3 separate regions of the Mus musculus genome follow, and regions 1 and 3 are each linked to region 2. A link is a contact called in public promoter capture Hi-C data. All regions are on one chromosome and are shown on one strand. Each heading gives the region's core, a stretch centred on a gene start, on an enhancer-like site or on the middle of the called end of the contact. The rest is flanking DNA. Distances are from core to core; before and after follow the strand shown. Region 1 overlaps Shroom1 (shroom family member 1). Region 2 holds the start of Rapgef6 (Rap guanine nucleotide exchange factor (GEF) 6). Region 3 holds the start of Zcchc10 (zinc finger, CCHC domain containing 10).

Region 1 (3,059 bases), core at 416-2,915, 1.1 Mb before region 2:
CTTGGAGAAAGAGGGACCATGGCAAGGGCTTTGGCCAGGGTTTGCCTCTAGGAAATTAATTTTGGCTGCAGTGAACTTGGAGACATGCCTCGATTCTAGGCAGGGCTCTGCCACTTACGACCTGTGTGTGTCTCTGGGCCGGGTCACTTCCTCCTCAGAACCGCGGGGTTCTCATCTGAAAAAAAAAAAAAAGGCACCTAGGGGGTTGAGGACTAAGATGAGTATTTATGCTACACACCTGGACCATAAAGGGCACAGAATGGGGGTGGACAAATTGAGAAGCTGTCGCTGCTCCTGCCTTGCCTCTGGCATTCCTTTTCTGGGCTCCTCTGTGATCTCAATGTTCTTGATCATTGTTTATCAGGAAAAGATCAAACATAGACGCTAACAGAATGGCCAGGAAGCAGCCTGGGTGGGACTGGAGTTTGAGCATGTGCCTGGTCTCAGCACGGCAGGAGTGTCCGAGCAGAGGTACCACTAGGGAAGCCCTGGCAAGGGAGTGGATCTACTACGTCAGAACTAAGGTTCCTAACTAACGCCCAGACTTGCGCGCATCCTATTGCCCAGACCGTGTCAACCTCAAGAGTTTCTCTACCATTCTGATGAGAAAGAAGATGCCAGAGCTAGGAACCCTGTGACCGGGGAGGGCACGTGTAAGCCCCCAGTTCTCCTCGGCAAAGGAGCCAGCAGGTTGTCCTAGCCCTTACCTGAACTCTTCACTCACCAACCCATCTATGTTTTGATTTTTTTGTTTTTTTGTTCTTTTCGGCCCCCACCACCAGGTCTGCCAACTCCAATTTCCAACTGTATAAGCATGGAGGCCCTGGGTACTGGGAGAGACCGCACCTCCCAGGCCTCAGCCACTGAAAGCCTGGACTTGCGACGGTTGTCCACGCGCGCCGACTCTGCCTACAGCTCTTTCTCCACGGCGTCTGGTGATCCTGAGACGCGCACTCCGTCCCCTGGCACCGAGCGCCTCCCTTACCTAGACTGGGACTACGTGCGAGTGGTTTGGGGCAGCCAATCTCCTACCTCGAAGGACGCTGTCCTTTCAACGACTCAGCGACCTGTGCAGGCAGTCGCTGGGCACAGTGACCCACGGTCCCCAGAGGTCCAGGGAAGCCCGGGACCACTAAACAGACAAGACACCCCACTGCTGTACGCGCTGGCCGCGGAGGCTGAAGCTACAGCTCACACCGCAGAGCCGCCCAGCCCGCCAGCCTCGCGGGACGCCTACCGCCAGCGGTTGCAGGGTGCACAGCGACGAGTGCTGCGGGAGACGTCCTTCCAGCGAAAGGAGTTTCGCATGAGCCTGCCGGGCCGCCTGCGTCCCGCAGTCCCCACGCGACTTCCCACGGCGCACGTGCGCTCCGCCTCCAGCAGCCAGGAGCTGGGAGAAGAGGAGCCGGCGCGCACCGCTGTCCCAGCGCTAGCTGCTGCTGGCCGGGGGCGTCTCTCCAGCCAGCAGCGGCAGTGCTGCTTCTCTGAGCCAGGCAAATTACATCGCGTAGGTTGGAGCGGTGGGCCCACTGGTGAGGACTTGAGAAAAGATTATTCCACGCAGGAGTTGCAGCGTGGGATGCACGCAAAGTCCAAAGGGCTGCTGGAGACTCAGTCCCTAAGCTCAACGGAGCTGAATTCCGGGCCAGCGGATCTTGGCAATGCCCATAGACCTGCGGGTCGGAGTCAGAGTGTTTCAGGCGAGGTCATGGGTCCCTGCAAGGGTTCAGAAAGGACTGTGGCCACTGTCCAGGTATGGAAGATAAAGGACGTCGACTGGTGGGGGAGGGCGGCATCTGGGAGACTGTTTCAGACCACTGTTTCCCTGTTCTAGGCTGTTCCTCAAAGAGCAGACATCCGCAGACCACTGCTTCACACCAAGCTTTCCAGGTGAGAGATAAGGGACACTCTTGGAGTCAACTTTCACGGGTCTTGATTTAAAAAGGAATCACAGGTCCCATATCCATTACTTTTCCTATTGTTGAGAACAATTTTTTTTCTTTTGAAGATTTATTTATTTATTTTATGTGTATGCATACACTATAGCTATCTTCAGACTCACCAGAAGAGGGCACTTGGATCCCATTACAGATGGTTGTGAGCCACTATGTGGTTGCTGGGATTTGAACTCAGGACCTCTGGAAGAGCAGTCAGTACTCTAAACCTCTGAGCCATCTCTCCAGCCCCGTGAACAAATTCTTAAGAATGGAGACTTGAAGAAGAAATATTTATTTTGGCTCGCGGTTGAAGAGAGTGGAGTCCATCCCGGCAGGAAGGCATGGATTCAGGGCGTGTGAGGCTTCTGGTTACCCTCCATCAGGAAACGGACTCCTGCTGGGGCTCAGTGCCCTTTCCACTTCTGTTCAGTCCTCAAACTTCAGTCCATGGGATGACTCTGCCCACATTCAGTCAGATTACAATCTCAGACATTCTCCTCACACATATACATCTTCCCTCCCCAGTGGCACCTCTCTGGAAACCCCCTCAGAGTCAGTCAGAGGTGTGTCTCCTAGGTAATTCCAAATCCATTCAAGTTGGCAAAGATCTAATCATTACAGGACAGTCTACGTGCCTCAGTCTGAGACTTCCGACAGTCTTGTGCAAACTGCATGCTCTGCTGTTTGTCTGGGGCCGTGGGAAGGGCCTCTTTCCTGGTCACTGTAGGCTCCCTGCCTCTAGGTCTTTGACTCAGAAGGAGGTCACAGGAGTGTGTCCTGGAGAGGCCCTCCAGACCAAACCGGCTGGCTGTGGTCGGAGAATCTCTGAGACCTCGGTGTCTACTCCGGGCCCCTCCCTCCCTGAAGATGACGTGTTCCTGAGAGAAGCCAAAACACCGTCACCTCAAGATTCCCAAGGGCTCCCCACCAGGTGAATCCCTTCCTGTGTCCAAACACAGAGAGACACTCTCCTAACACATATACATCTAAAAAATGCCAAAGGGCTGGGAACTCTCTCAGGTAATGCCCAGGTGTTGGGGGATGGCGGCAAGCAGCCAGACCTTGAGCTCTTGTCTGCACCAGAGCCTTTTCTGATTCAGTATCCCGTCTACTTCCAGCACC
Region 2 (3,446 bases), core at 587-3,086:
CAATTTTAAAAATTCTGTGTAAATGAAATGCCAGAAGGTGGAGGTTCACAAGGAATGGTGTGACTAGTGTGGCCCACCTATGCTCTAATAAGAACAGTGCAAAATAACTTTCCCAAAATGATGGAGTCTGGAATTCTGAAAGTTAGCCTTTACTGTTGACATAGCCTGATAGTCAATTTGACAGAATCTAGAATCCCCCAAGGAAATAAATCTCTGGGCATGTCTGTGAAGAAGCTTCTAGATTGGGGTAATGAAGTTAGGAAAAAGCCACTCTTCTTTCTCATGGGCCTGGGGTACTGGACTGAATAAGAAGGCCAGCTAAGCAAGAGGATTCATCATGTGCTATTACCTGACTGTGGACAAAATGAACAGCTACTTAACACCCCTGTCGCCATGGCATGGCAGGAAAAGGCACTTGCTACCAAGATAATCTGGGTTTCATTCCTCGGGACCCAGATAGTGAAAGAAAAAACACTCTCCTATAAGATGTTTCCATGAGCACAGAGGTACATGCCACACACAATAGAAACATTAAAAAAAAAAAAACCTAAACAATAGGCTGCAGAGATGTCTCTGTGGTTTATGAGCAAGCAGTGCCCTCGGAGAGGGCCTGAGTTAAGTTCCCAGCACTCATGTCCATTGATTGACAGCTCCTGTTACTTCTGGCTCAATCTGGGGGCCAAAATAAACCTAGGGTTACTTTTATCATAACAGGAATAATAACAATCAGTTTTTGCAGCTTTTCTTGTTCCAAAGGACAAGTAACAAAACTGAAGCTGTCTTTATTTTGTTAGAGACTAGAATGTAAAATTCAATACAAAACGGAGTGGAGAGGTTTGCTCTGAGCACTGCTTAGGTTAAAGCAGCCCCCACCCACTCACTCTCACTGCCCAGATTTTAGTCAAGGTTGTTAGATTAGGATGGAGGCAAGTGGAAATAAAAGGGCAGATCTACCTCCACAGAAGTTCTGTCCTTTAATCAGAACAAGTGACACCAGTTTCTCCACGGGAGTGGAAGCTGCACAGGTGGTGCAGAGGGCCTGAAGTTCTATAGGACGGGAAAAAACCTCTGGGATATAAGATTTCACCTGCGGGTCGGTTCCCCTACAGTCTCAAAGTGCTAAATAAATACCAAGTTGGCATGCTGATCTTCTCAGAAGGCAAGGATTCTGACAGCCCACAGGTGTTATCTGTCAACTTTCGAATCAGGAGTTCCTTAGTCCACCTGAGGCTTTTTGGTCATTAAACCCTTTAAAGGAAAATCCTAAAATTCTGCACACAGAAGCCAAGACAATCTGGTGCACGCTAGACCAGCAGGCTACTCTGAACTATAGCTCTAGTCTTCAAAACGCTTTTTTCTTTCTCTCTTTTTTTTTCTTCTTCTTTTTTTTTTTTTTTTTGAGGCAGCTTTCACTATCGATTTCGTGGTTTGTTTTTGTTTTTTAAAGTCGCGTAGAATACGCCACAAGGTTGCGGTGGGCTAGGTGCGCGAGTACTGCCCCGAGATCCGTGGCTTGCGGAGCGGTGCGTGGGCTTCCCCGCTTGCTGAATGGCAGCCTCGATTTCCGCGGGGCCATAAGAGCCCCGCGGTTTCCGGACTCGAGCGCTAAACCAAAGCATCTTACCCACAGCTCTACCCGATAGTCTATTTTTGGCGACGCCCTCGTAGCATTTCCGGAACCTCAACCGGAAGCTGGGTATGCGGAAACTACAATCCTGTAACCGAGGCGGAGTCTCGCGAAGAAAAGCCAAGCCGCTCATTCTCCGCCCCCTCCACGCCCATCTCTCTACGTCACGGCCAGGCGGGCGTTAGTGTGCGCGTCGTGCGCATGCGCATGCGTTCTCGGCCAGTCTCGCCCCCGCGCAGGCGTCTTTCTGGCCAGTCGCGCGTGGGCTGAGGCCCTGGGCGGGCGTTGCGAAGACTTGTTTGCTTGAGTTTGGACCCTGCGACAGTTCTCATTTCCCTCCCGGTGGGGCTGGCGTACACCCGGAGCTGGAGAATGGGCAGCTAGACGCAGGCTAGGGAGCCTGTGGCTGCGGACATGAACTCGCCCGTGGACCCCGGCGCTCGGCAGGCACTGAGGAAGAAGCCGCCCGAGCGGACTCCTGAGGTAAGGCCGGGCACTGGCGAGCACTGCTCGGCCCCGACCTGGCCGTAGCCGCGCAGGGTGATGAGCACCTTTCCTGCCGCTTCCTGCCGGGGACTTCCTTGTACTTGTGATAAGAAAGCACCGTTACTGTTGACTGGCTTCTGAGTTTGTGTGTGCTCAGGTGGGCTGAAAAACAAGCTGGGAATAATGATGTGTAAGAGACAGTTCATACCATAGCCAGTGTGTGCTGTGCGTTCATCTCAGATACTGCACAATTGCCCCCAGAAGACAGGTTTCCAATGTCCGTATCAGACTCTGCGTCAGCCAGATAGTAGTAAGTCCCGTGGCGGGTGATGCGTGTCGAGTGGTTCCCTGGTGCTTTTTCAAACTTTCCGTGGGAAGTTTAAGATTATTTGTTAAGTTTTCTTGGTTTGAAGACGTTTCTATAATCTTAGTGGCTATGTGTATTATACCAAAATTAAAAAAAAAAAAAAGGAAAACCCAACAGCAATGTAAATGCAATGAGTCGTCTTGTTTGAAGTTGCAGTAACTGAAATGAAATGTTTTAATTTTTAGTCACGGGAGTTTCATACTTAGAGTTCTTTGCATAGAAAGTCTCAAACTTTGGGTAACACTCTGGGACATGACTTTGTTACAGCCATTATTGAAGTTGTGATGTGTCCAGCTTGCTTCCTGAAACCTTGATCTTTGCATAGTAACAAGGCACCTGCCCACCCCTTTCCAGGGGCTACTTTTTCCTACTTATAATTTATGAATCAGCTTTTCTGTGGTGATTACCATTGTAATGTGCATTTTAAGTTTTATTTACGAACATTATTTAGGTAATGAAGGAAAACCTTGTTTCTCTTCAGGTACCGAATTACTTAGTTTGAAATTGAGTCTTTTTAAGTAGAGGACGTTTTCTCAACTGTTGGGGAACTTATGCTTGGTCATGTGTGCTGTGTTGAGGACTTTTATCTTGTGTTACTGGAATAGCAACATTGTTGAAGGGAATATTAACTGCTTGGATTCATTGGCTGTATTTTTGAATGAGTGTAGAATTTAGGTTACTAATAAATCATTATCCAGAGTGCTAGTGATGCTTTATTTTGACAAAGAGTTCTATGAAATTCTCACAAGTTCGTTTCTGCTGTCAAAAGATTCTCGTAGTGGACTCCTAAGAGTCTGTTATAAATATATTAATTTGGTAATTATTCATTGCCAACCTGTTCAAGGCTCTATTTTGTACATTAGAAAATTTTAGTGGGCACAATAGACAGGTCCCTATAGTTCTTACATCCTGATGGATTAAGGAATTGAGAAGGTAGGTGATAAATATGCAACATGCTAGCTAATA
Region 3 (3,211 bases), core at 366-2,865, 1.2 Mb before region 2:
ACTCAGGAAATTCATCTGAAGGGGGGAAGGTTGGAAGACGGGCAGATAAGAGGGGATGGGGAGATGAGCAGGCCTGGGATGCATGACGTGAAATCCACAAAGAATCAATTAGAAGTTTTAAAAAGATTTTATCTGGGAAAACAAATGCCTGAACGCAATAAGTCAGGTATGGGCTGGAGGAGGACTAATGAAGAGTGATTTGGTTTTGTAGATATAAAAAAAAATTTTTTCAAGACAGGGTTTCTCTGTGTCGCCTTGGCTGTCCTGGAACTCACTCTGGAGACCAGGCTGGCCTCATATTTGCTATATAGCCCAGGTTGGCCTTAACCTCCTTGTCCTCCTTTCTCTACATCCTGAATCCTGATTTTAGAAACTTGTGTCATAACTTGGGAATTAGACTAGCCTGAGCTAAGTTTCTGGCCAGCCTGAAAAATTAAAGATGTTATCTTTAACAATTAAAAAAAAAAAAAAAAAAAAAGAGGGGCCTGGAGAGATGGCTCAGAGGTTAAGAGCACTGACTACTCTTCCAGAGGTCCTGAGTTCAATCCCAAGCAAACACATGGTGTTTCTGTCTGGTCCTGTCTCCCTCTCCACTCCCCTTACCCCTCCTCCTCTCTTAAGACTCAACCAAACTGAGTAGAATTCAGAGATCTGCATGCCTGTGTCTCCTGAGTGCTGGGATTAAAGGAATGTGCCACCACACCTGGAACTAAATTTCTTTACCTGAAACTTTCTCTGTACCATGCTGGCCTGGAACTCATGTCTGTACTCCCATCACTTATGATTGATTCCTTTCCAGAGCAGCCATGTTGCTGGATTAAAATTCCTCTACACAGCCGGGCAGTGGTGGCGCATGCCTTTAATCCCAGCACTTGGGAGGCAGAGGCAGGCAGATTTACAAGTTCGAGGCCAGCCTGGTCTACAGAGTGAGTTCCGGGACAGCCAGGGCAACACAGAGAAACCCTGTCTCAAAAAAAGACCAAAAAATCCTCTACGCAGATCTTTGAAAGAAAAATCAAAAACAAAAAAAAAAAAACCAAAACAAAACAAAAAACCAACCAAACAACAACAAAATCAGAATGATCCAGTCATCATGACGACACCTGTAATTTCTTGGGGTTTTTGGTGTTTTGTTTTTTGAGACAGTTTGTGTGTGCAGCCTTGGTTTTCCTGAAACTCCCTGTGTAGATGAGGCTGGCCGTGAATCCCATCAAGTGTTGGAATTAAAGATGTGGGCCATTACTTCCTGGCCTTTTTGGTTTTGTTTGGTTTGGTTTTGAGCTAGGGCCATAAGTTTTCCCAGGTTGGCCTCAAAAACATAGCAATCCTCTTGCCTCAGCCTCCAAAATCCTGGATTACAGGATTTTTTTTTTTTAGGATTTTTTGAATACTACAAAATTCCACTGCATATGTATTACAGACCCCTGGTTTGAGATCACCCTTCAAGACCCTATTCATACTGAACACACAAGCCCACATTAGAAAAGACAAACCAGCTAGTGGCCACCATTAGCCTCTTCTGAATTGAGCCCGTCTGGCCCCGCCCAGGACCGCAGAGGTTTCTAAGGACCCGCCCACCGGTGCTAGTTTCCCAAAAACCCGTGCGGCAGACTCCAGCCGCTCCAAGATGGCGACTCCCATGCATCGGCTCATAGCTCGAAGGAAAGCGTAAGTGAGATGCTTGTGGGGTGTGCAGGAGGGCTGGGGGCGTGCAGACGCCTGTCCGCTAGCTAGTGAGCGGGCGCAGGCTGCTGAACTGAGCGGGATTTGAAGAGAGTTCGAAATGAATCCAAGAATTGGTCGTTGGGTGGTCTGTGTTCCTCTGTCCGGTCCACATGTCAAGGGTAGCCTGGATGCTTGATCCCACATCTTCCCTCTCAAGATCCCAAACTTTTCCCTCTTCAGCGTACCTGCCTCCTTCCTATCGCCCTTTCTAGAAACAAGCCTGTCTGCAATGCCTATTAATTCCCCATCGACCGTTTCACTTTCTGCAGCTCTCACTGTAAATAATTATTTTAGTACAATCACTCACAGACAGTTTCTCTGAAGAAAAATGTATTCAAGCTACGCAGCTTAACAGTTTTATTGTGGAACCTGTTGATACTCTAAACAAGTACAGCTAGTGGTTTAAATAGCTTTGTAGGAGCCGGATGGTGATGGTACATCCAAGCATTCAGGAGGCAGAGGTAAGCAGATTTCAGAATTCGGGGCCAGCCTGGTCTACAGAGTGAGTTCCAGGACAGCCAAGGCTACACAGAGAAACCCTGTCTCTCTAAAAACAAAACAAAGTTAAGCTTTAAAGGGGATAAGAGGCTGTGGTGAGGAAAGGCAAAAGGCCCAGTTCAAGTCAGTTCTAGAAATTCATCTGTGAGGGGTGACATTTGAAAACAGACTAAAAGCCATAGAAAGGACTGAGTCAGCAGAGGATTTGGGGAAAGATAGGAAATGGTATATTTGCTATGAGTCTGTTAGAATTTGGGGGTGGGTTGGGCAGATTTAGAGACAGGATTTGTCTGTGTAGCCCTGGCTGTCCTGGAACTCACTCTGTAGACCAGGCTGACCTCGAACTCAAGATATCTGACTGCCTTCAGTATGCTGGGATTAAAAGCTTGTGCCACCATGCCCAGTTTGAATCTCAGTAACTATCAGTCCTGGTGGCAGATGCCTTTAATCCAAGCACTGGAGAAGCAAAATCAGGTGGAGTAGCACTGAGTCAAAGCCAGCCTGATCTAAAGAGCAAACTGCAGGCCAGCCTCAGCTGTGTAGGGAGACCCTGTCTCCGAAAAGAAAAAAAACCAACCAACTCAATAACTACCCATTCAGTGGTGTAAGCGATGTAAGGGGCGGAGACCAGTTACTTGAACATGAATTTGAGTCCAGCCTGGGCAACATAATAAGACTTCATCTTAAAACCCTCCAGTAATGTCATACCCACTCTGCATGGCTGTGTGACATGCATGTCATGTTGTATTTCTCAGACCTATCAAAAGTCATAATACGAACCTGAAAGGAAACAGTTTATACATCTAATACCTGCATTGCTTCGCACTTTGCTTTTGACCTAAGCTGTGGTTTATGAGTTTAAAACCCGAGTGTTGGGCCTGACGTTGGTGGATTGTGCTTTTGATCTAAGCACTCAGGAGGCAGAAGCAAGTGGGTCTGTGAGTTCAAGGCTAGGCCAAGCTGGGTATGGTGGCTCACACTTTTAATC

What was found. Promoter capture Hi-C pulls out the DNA fragments that hold promoters and counts their contacts.
Region 1: a contact with region 2 is called in a promoter capture Hi-C map of liver, with 3 times the contacts expected there. The contact joins the enhancer-like site here to the promoter of Rapgef6 in region 2. A contact is called at or near these places in 3 of 39 promoter capture datasets (embryonic stem cells and liver) and 2 of 115 datasets of contacts at active chromatin or transcription factors (embryonic stem cells and pancreatic cancer cells).
Region 3: a contact with region 2 is called in a promoter capture Hi-C map of liver, with 4 times the contacts expected there. The contact joins the promoter of Zcchc10 here to the promoter of Rapgef6 in region 2. A contact is called at or near these places in 6 of 39 promoter capture datasets (the C10 cell line, hematopoietic stem and progenitor cells, hippocampal neurons and 2 more) and 1 of 9 other capture datasets (adipose tissue).

What each region holds. Positions count from the first base shown.
Region 1 is chr11:53,462,441-53,465,499 of GRCm38.p6, forward strand. Shroom1 (shroom family member 1) reads left to right here. Exons shown (of 8, transcript NM_027917.3): 2 at 783-1,753; 3 at 1,835-1,890; 4 at 2,680-2,868; 5 at 3,056-3,059. The coding sequence starts at 815. Among named protein-coding and RNA genes, the nearest start is that of Shroom1, 6.8 kb to the left of the region's middle. Within about 2 kb of position 1,666, at least 36 of the 459 cell types and tissues checked have an H3K27ac peak or open chromatin away from gene starts, as enhancers often do. A contact at or near this core is called in liver, where this site is marked.
Region 2 is chr11:54,521,009-54,524,454 of GRCm38.p6, forward strand. Rapgef6 (Rap guanine nucleotide exchange factor (GEF) 6) reads left to right here and starts at 1,837. Exons shown (of 29, transcript NM_001252494.1): 1 at 1,837-2,110. The coding sequence starts at 2,042.
Region 3 is chr11:53,323,074-53,326,284 of GRCm38.p6, forward strand. Zcchc10 (zinc finger, CCHC domain containing 10) reads left to right here and starts at 1,616. Exons shown (of 4, transcript NM_026479.4): 1 at 1,616-1,668. The coding sequence starts at 1,628.